Regions from separate parts of the Mus musculus genome. Here all the other regions are linked to region 2. A link is a contact called in public HiChIP or PLAC-seq and Micro-C data. All regions are on one chromosome and are shown on one strand. The core of a region is the stretch at or near the end of the contact, and the rest is flanking DNA. Distances in the headings are between cores, read along the strand shown. Region 1 holds the start of Npnt (nephronectin). Region 2 holds the start of Cxxc4 (CXXC finger 4). Region 3 overlaps Arhgef38 (Rho guanine nucleotide exchange factor (GEF) 38).

Region 1 (2,700 bases), core at 40-2,539, 1.3 Mb after region 2:
ACTTGGAAATCAAAGAACTATTATTTTTCCTTTTCTTGCAGAAAAGTCCTGTTTTTACACATACTGATAAATCAGGATAGTGTAACCAAACTGGCACAGAACTTTTCGTTAACAATTTGAAGTAGCAGAAACCTTAAAATGATGCGAACGGAGTGACAGTTGAATGTACGGTAGCAAATACTTTCGATTAACATTTATGAGCACCTACTATGTGCCAGGCAATGTTGTAGGCACTAAACAAAGATAGCTCTTCTTGGAGAGTTTACATTACAACAGAAAGAAGACATAGATAAACAAATTATGCTGTAAGAGAAAAGATCAGTACAATGGGGGGGGGAAGGCAAAGTATGGCTGGACGTGACACCAGAGGGGAAGATAAGAATTTTAAACAGCATTCATATTTGGCTTTTAGGGTGACTTTTAGGCAAGGAAGTGAGATTCAGCTATACACACAACCTCTTCAATGCATGCCTAGAGGGTGCCAGGCCAGGAGATCATGGACTGAAGAGAGAGAGGACAGGACAGCCAGCCATTGGGGGTATGGCCTAAGGACGGGAATGATTTAAGTTTGAACGTATATTTATGAAAATCATTTCTTTTCAGTCCTTTGGTGCAATGCTTTTTATGATAGCTCAGTAACTACTTCAAATGGTTCTAAAGAGGTCCCCTCAAGACCAGCTACACCACAAGCTAAGTGGTAACTAACTCCCCTTCCTCTGGGGTGGAGCACTTGCCCTACCCACGGGGGTGCACCAAGTGGAGCTTCAGGACACAGACAGTTTTCCAAGGTTCTTCTCTTTCTCCTGAGCCCAGAGTTCTTCTTCAAAATTCGACCTGAGAGCCGAACCCCCCCCACCACACTCCCCACCCCCGTTAAAAGGTGCAGGGATATTCCAGCTCTGTAGGAGAAGCAATCTGGGTCTGCCTGCCTTCATCAGTCCAGGAACCCCTCCGGTAGGTGCAGAAAAGTTGGGTTCTCCCCTATAGACCACCTGTGTGTGTATGTGGGGGGGCATCTGTCTACCCCCACAGAACGCGTACTTCCACTTCCAACCCCACTGTCGCCCCAGCCTCTGGCGGCTGGGCTCACTTTTTCAGGCAGGTCACCCGACAAGCCCTCTCCCTAGCTCTGCTCCCAACTTTTCTCGCAGCCCGGGGGCAAGCGCCACCCGTGGCCGAGGCTGCCTGCGCGCCGCATCCCCGCCCCTGAGCCGCCCCTGCCCCTGGGGCCCGGGGAGGGGCGAGCCCCGGCGCGCGCCCAGGGCACCAGGGCGGCGGGGCAGGGAGGGCGGCGGGCTGCGCGGCGCGTCCCTCCCGCCTCGCCCCTCCCCGCGGGCGGCGCGGCTCCCGCCGCAGCGCCTCCCCTCGCCAGGAGGGAGCCGGAGGGGCTCTGCCAGCCCGCCGCAGACCTGCCCGGCTGCGCGCTGCGCTCTGTGCGTCCCAGCAGCCGCGGGTGCCGCGCCGAAGGCGGCCGGGAGATCCCGGGACGCGCAGCTCCCCGCAACCTTCAGCGTCCCCGCGTCCCGGTCCTCCGGCATGGCTGTGCTCCTAGCGGCGGTGCTCGCGTCCTCGCTCTACCTGCAGGTGGCTGCCGACTTCGACGGGAGGTGAGGCGGGTCTCGGGTGCCCTCCCCTTTCCCTCAGGGACCTCGAGTGGAGCAGCCTGGCTCCGGGCTCAGGAGAAAGAGAGGCTCGTGCCCCGTGTGCGGTGAGAGCGGGCAGGAGCAGGGACACAGGTGACGCGTGGAGCGTCCCTACAGCCAGTGATCAGGATGGACTGTGTCCCGAGGGGAAACTTGCAGGTGACCCGGCGATTCGACAAAGGGTGGCGGCGAGGACCGTACTTGGAACAAATGGCACCCGAGGGCTCTCGGTTTGTGGTTCGGAGGGGGGACGGTGTACACAAGCTTAACATGAGTACTGAGAGGAGGCGCTCGGGGTGCGTGTGTGTGTGTGTGTGTGTGTGTGTGTGTGTGTGTAGCACGCGGCACCGCTCAGACCTGGCGGGCCTGACTGTTGCTTGCTCTGACAGGTCCCAACAACCTCCGGCAGGGTCTCTGCTGTCACTCAGCGTGTCCCCCCAAGGCAGCGCACCGCGCGATCTCCCCGGAGATCCCGGGCTCAGTCCCCACTGAAGGCCTCAGCTGGACAGGTTTCCCGCTGGCTCACACCACCACTCACCCCTGTCCCCATCCCTCAGAGCTTGTCCCAGGGCTGCCTTGAAGATGCCGCACCTGTTTTACCTGCAATCTTGGAACGAATCAATTCCAGGATTGATTGGCTTTCCTGTCCCTGGAGGGGACCAGAGGAAAAGCCTCGGAGCGCGGAAGAAAAAGGCACCCGCTCCCGGTTCACCACCTGGTCGGAGGAAATAGAAGTTGGGGTTGTTTTGTACTTTGAGCCTGAGGGTAAAGCGAAGATGAATTGAAGAGATAAAGAGTTTAAAGAAGAGTGGAAAGCAGCCAGAGGCTAAGCCTTTTATTTTCCAAAAGCAATTCTTTGCCCACATTTGGATTTGTGGTGCATTACTTTGGGGCACACATATTTACAAAGAAACACACACACACACACACACACACACAGCCTAGGTGTCCATTTACAAAGAAACACACACACACACACACACACACACACACACACACACACACACACACACAGCCTAGGTGTCCAGAAAGTCTGGTAGGTGTGAATCTAAACAGG
Region 2 (2,700 bases), core at 133-2,632:
CCTAAAAAAAGGGGGGTTTATGTAAACAAATCCCTATTAGGCAAAGTAAAGCAAGATAAGGAACCTCCCTCCGGCTGGATTAGAAACTGGCAGGCATCCTTCAATCACAGCAAGTCCCTAATCACTCAGGCACCACCTCTGTGGTTTCACATTAGGGAAAACTGCTCCCTTCTGAGGCCTGATGACAATACAAAGGTGCCCCCCAAATCCTCCTGGCTAAATATTCCTGACACTTGCTAGGGTCTGGGGGGAAAGACACAGTAAGAATACACATACAGCTTCCGTTTCTGTGAATTACATTGAAGATGCAAGATCATAATAACTGCTAGTCACTAGAAACTAGTTCCGCCAACCATGCAATGGGCATCATCCCACTGAGGGGAGGGGACACTAACATTTTAGTCTTTTGACCTTGTTCCAAATAAAGAAGGGATCTAATATCCCCCTTTCAGAGTCTTAGCATGGTGTTTCCAAACAAGCTGTCCTTGCTTCTCCAATTGCTACTACCTCCCCCCCCCTTCCCTCCTCTAGGTTCAATACCACCAGAAACTGTAGAAAAGGATTGTGCCCAGCATCCAGGTCATTATTGTTTAATCAATGCATCCCTGGAGCATGAAAAAAAGGTACCTAAGCCACAGCTATTGTTTGGCTTTTATTTAGCAACAAAATAAAGCACACACCAATAACTATAGTTCTAACACCAAAGCTAAAATAAACATCCATACTTCATGATCCTGCTTTGCCTCTGAACAATGTGACTGTACATGCCTAATACTGTATGTCTGATCTACCAGAGACATGGAGATCAAAGGTCATATTTAACATTCAGGAGGAGGGGCCGGTGCAGATTAATTAATTAATTAATACAGTCACGGTTTTTATTGCTGGAGACCAGCATTAATCTACTTTTACAATCCCACCGGACAGCAAACATTTAAGAGAGAAAGAGAAGCGGGGAAGCCAGAGGAAGAGAAAGAACAATCACTTACCAGTCTCTTTTTATTTGGGGAGCCTTAGAATTTACAGACGCTGCCAGTCTGCCTTTAATTAGTTGCACATCACCCCCTAACACAAAGAAACACAAATCCAGATGTGTCTTGGCAGCTCCCAATTACAACTTTAATACTTGTAAACAAACTGTTGGGAATGGGGGGGTGGGGTAAATAAATATGCGGATGAAAAAAAAATACCTGTAAATGGCTTTTTTTTTTCTTGTTGTAGAGAGGAGGAGGAGATGGTGTTAGTGGAGGGGGTGGAAGGAGGAGGAGGTGGGGGTGGAGAGGAAAGCGCCGAGTGTGAGCGTGTGTGGGAGAGCGCGGGGCTGTTGTCGGTGGTCTCTGCTCTTCCCGGCGCGTTGCTCCCGGTCCGTCTCCAGTCGCTGTGTGCGAGGGAGGGAGGGAGGGAGCCGGGGAGTCTCTCTCTCTCTCGCTCTCTCGCTCTCTCTCTCTCTCTCTCTCTCTCTCTTTCTCACCCCCCCCCCCCTCGCTCTGTTTGTGTGTGTGCGTGTGTGCGGTGGCTGGGGGAGGGGAGCGCGGAGAAAGGCGAGGGAGGCGGTGCGGAGCCGGGGGCGGGGGCGGGCCGAGGTGAGCAGGACGCAGGGCGCGGACACCTCCCGATGATTGGCTGCAAATTACACGGGGAACAAGAGGCGCACGCGGGCCAGCGCTCCTTTTCACAAATCCCCAGCTCGCCGGCGCGGCCACGTTTCCCGGCTCGCCCGCCACCCCGCCAGCCTCCGGCGCGGCGAAGGATTTGCTTTTTTTTTTTTTTTTTTTTTTTTTTTTTTTCTTCTGGCAGATAATTGTTTGGAAGGGATGGAAGAGAGGGCGTTCCCGCCCCTCGCGCCCTCGCTCTCTGCGGGTGTGTTTGTGCACGCTGGGCGGGGGGGTGTGTAAATAAACTTGTCTGGGTTCCCTGGCTGAGCTGGGAAGAGCTGTGCCAGACACAGAGGGGAGGTCCTGTGTGCTGCAGGAAGACTCTCTCAGTTTCACATCCCGGTCGCGTGCTTTTAAAGGATCTTCCTGGCGGGGCCGGGAGAGACTCTTTAAAAGAGAATCATTATCGTTTTAAAGTAAGGGGGAAAGGGACTGGTGTTCTGCTGGTTCGAATCCCTGAAATGTTATTATGCCGGAATGTAAAAAATTTGATGTGATGCTTGACCGGTCTCAGTCTGTGACTGCCTTTCTCTCTTCTCCCACACCGCCTTCCATTCCCACTGTGTCCGGGTCTTCCTGCCCTACAAAGCTTCGCCCTCCCCCTTTACTCTTTCATCCGGTAATTCCAAGGAGTCAAATATCTATCCCACCTCCCTAATTTTAATTCCAAACTTTACTTTCATATCTAAATGATCTCTTTTAACTAATTTTAATGTGATGGGCATTTTTACTTCCCATCACCTGGGGAAAATACTTCAAACTGAAAGATAAGTATTTAGCACACATCGCATATAAATAAAACTCATAAAATCCAACTATGAATTAACCCCTTCCTTCCTGCCTCAAAGAAACCGAGATACACTAAACACATGCTGTCCACACTGAAAGAAACAGGCATGAAATAGGATGTAAATGTTTAAGTCCTTTTAAATGTGATTCTTTCTCCTTTCCCCCTACCCACTTGGAAGGGATTTTGAGAAGGGATCTCACACTGTATCCCAGGAATTTCTAGAATTTGCTATACAGCTCAGGCTAGCCTGGTTCC
Region 3 (2,700 bases), core at 127-2,626, 1.1 Mb after region 2:
GTGTTACTTTGAAAGATTTGATATACTCAATATATATAATATATAACATATATTATATACATCATTTATATGATATGATAATCATATATATGGTTACATCTATTACTGAGCAATATCTACAACAAAATAAAGAGTTCTACAACAAAATAATCCAGCTGGCTGAATACGATACCTGCTCCCCAAACCAGAAATAGAATTCTATTATGAAAGAAACAGCTTATACTACTACTAAGTGCATTAAAGTAGCTTTATAAAGTTCTTGTGACTTTGATTTAGTATAAAGTTTTCTTTTTTAAGTAGGGCAACAAAATACTTTCTAAAAGATATTAGAGACTTTAAAAAAGATTAGTTGCTCTTTAAATTCAATTTTAAAGCATGAATTTGTTTGCCTAAGGTTAAGCAAAAAGAAATCCAAAGTTGCTACTTAAGGACACTATGAAAATGTCGAAAGAGGCATGATTTATTCATGGCTGTGTGCACCTGCACACCTGTACACCAAACTTCAATGTTTTACACAAAAATGAAGGATTATATAAATAGCACAGTTGTGCTTTCTGGCTGAAATCAGTGATTAGATGCAGGAGAAGTTTTGTGTACTGATGTGGCCCTAGGAGTGATGCTTCCTGTCTGACCTGTGAAAAATCCATGCCAGGAAAAGCAACCCTTGAGTTAACTCCTGAGAAAGAACTGTCATGAAGCCAGTGACTGCAACTTTCCTATCATGATGAGCACTTTACTATACATGAGCTCTGAAAAATTATATACGACCTTCATTTTCTACTTCTTTTACTTAAAATCAAGTACCCTGTAATTCTGAAATTAGACATTATTTTAATAGACCTCAGAAAAATACATTTCCAAGATAGCTTATAGGTTGTATATATATGTAAGCAATTCAAAAGATTAAGCCATTAGTTGCATTGTTATAATTACAACTAGGCATGCTAATGTATTTTGTTATATTCCTTTTTAAATTAATATTATACAGAATAGGATCCTCTGAAGTGGGCAATATTTTGTTTACCAAGATGAAGAGGAAGCTTTTGTAGCTAGTTTTTTTTAAATAAATAAAAATATATGCATCTTATTTACATTTCATTTTGAGATTCTAGTAGTTAAAAACTACTAGTATATATAATATAGAGTGTAAAATATCTGTCTGGTAATATAAAATTATCATTGGTGCAGATTCATGAAAAAAATCACAAAGCCACTTTCTTAACCTATCTTATACTTCAGAAAAAATATCTTGACTTTGAAGGACAGGAGGAGGTAAGGAAGAGATAAATGCATGTTTAGTCACAGCAGTGAAGCAATGGGTACCAGATGTTAAATGCTGGAACATTCCAAATCGTTCCAAAATACAATCCAGATTTAAATACAATCCAGATTTTGAGAAACTGCTTTTAAAATGCCTGATGCTATTTGTAATGAACACAGTCTGGGTGGTTTACACAAAGGGTTGTTTCAGCTACTGAGACATGGAATTGTCACTTCTTGGATCTTTATTTACCACATTGACTTCAACAGAGCTGTATGAATAAAAGGAGGAAATTATAAGAAATAAAGCCCTCACCCTTTAAGTTGTTTGTAGTACTACAGCTTCCTAATATATGCACTGCATTGCTAACTAGTGAAAATATTCAGACCTTACAAAATTCAGACCAAATGATCCTATACGTTTATATTATGGTCAGTGAGGTGGTTGCAGTTCACTGAGTAGACAGACACTGGACCTGGAATCCTGTAGGAATAGATTCTGTGTAAAGAATACAAATCTTCAAAGTCTAATTCTGTAGTTGCTTCCTTCTCTATACACACATAGATGTAAAATCAATCCAGTCCAAACTATAGTACTTCAGTTCTACTGGCTCTCACCCTGGGGTCTTTACGTAGCTACGATTTTCACGGTTGTACACTCTGGTTAGATGCAGGTAAATTTTGCGTATTTTGAAAAACAGGTCAACACGTTGGAAAAGACTAGACCTAAGATGTTCTTGGTTGGAAATCCTGGGAATATATTTTTACTAAATTAAATTTGTTTTGTTTTGCTTAAAATTCCACTGAGGCATCTGAATGTATCCATCACATTTCTAATTTCTTCTGACTTTTGTACTACTAAAATTTCATGTTGTTAAAAGTGATGTATTTCCTGTGAAACCTGGGGTCGTGACAATTTATAATTGTAACTAATAAAACTACTATCATGCCCTCGTCAAGATCTGGAATCATCTAACTTTTAAATACAGATGTGCTTTTATAGTGGACTTATAACCTGATATACTCACCATGTGTTTAAAACATCCTGATCTACTGACTATCACATTGTTCAGAAAGTCATTGCTATATAGAGAGTATCAGTTGCTTGGTGGCATGATCACATGAATACTGGGAGCTGCAACCTTTTGCCCCTGCCTGGAAATGAAATAGAATTTCAGAATATGTGAGCAACACAGGAAGATGACTTGAAGTGCAGATGCAACTAAATGTATGTGACTTTCACACTACTGAAAAATAAGAAAACAGTAAAGCATTATAAACCAGGGGTTGTTTGTATTAAGTCTTTTCATTTTATCTCATCTGAACTGCGTTTTATAAAGTAGGAAACTAACACAAAGGAGTTGAAGACCAGATCATTGCATCTTAAGACCAGCATTCTTTCTGTGTCATTTCATCTATTTTCAATTCACTAAATTCTAT

What was found. A called contact is a pair of places that touch in the nucleus more often than the background predicts. HiChIP or PLAC-seq counts read pairs in DNA pulled down with a chosen protein or histone mark.
Region 1: a Micro-C map of embryonic stem cells shows a contact between it and region 2, with 5 times the contacts expected there. The contact joins the promoter of Npnt here to the promoter of Cxxc4 in region 2. A contact is called at or near these places in 4 of 484 Hi-C or Micro-C datasets (all in embryonic stem cells) and 1 of 9 other capture datasets (embryonic stem cells).
Region 3: an H3K4me3 HiChIP or PLAC-seq map of embryonic forebrain shows a contact between it and region 2, with 6 times the contacts expected there. The contact joins the enhancer-like site here to the promoter of Cxxc4 in region 2. A contact is called at or near these places in 5 of 39 promoter capture datasets (cranial neural crest, frontonasal cranial neural crest, liver and 2 more), 1 of 484 Hi-C or Micro-C datasets (uterus) and 4 of 115 datasets of contacts at active chromatin or transcription factors (embryonic forebrain, embryonic midbrain, forebrain and 1 more).

Annotation. Positions count from the first base shown.
Region 1 is chr3:132,948,880-132,951,579 of GRCm38.p6, reverse strand. Npnt (nephronectin) reads left to right here and starts at 1,289. Exons shown (of 14, transcript NM_001287101.1): 1 at 1,289-1,607. The coding sequence starts at 1,537.
Region 2 is chr3:134,235,177-134,237,876 of GRCm38.p6, reverse strand. Cxxc4 (CXXC finger 4) reads right to left here and starts at 1,382. Exons shown (of 4, transcript NM_001004367.4): 1 at 1,191-1,382; 2 at 990-1,065.
Region 3 is chr3:133,112,122-133,114,821 of GRCm38.p6, reverse strand. Arhgef38 (Rho guanine nucleotide exchange factor (GEF) 38) reads left to right here. Exons shown (of 14, transcript NM_001368752.1): 14 at 1-2,544. Among named protein-coding and RNA genes, the nearest start is that of Ints12, 22 kb to the right of the region's middle. Within about 2 kb of position 1,376, at least 3 of the 459 cell types and tissues checked have an H3K27ac peak or open chromatin away from gene starts, as enhancers often do.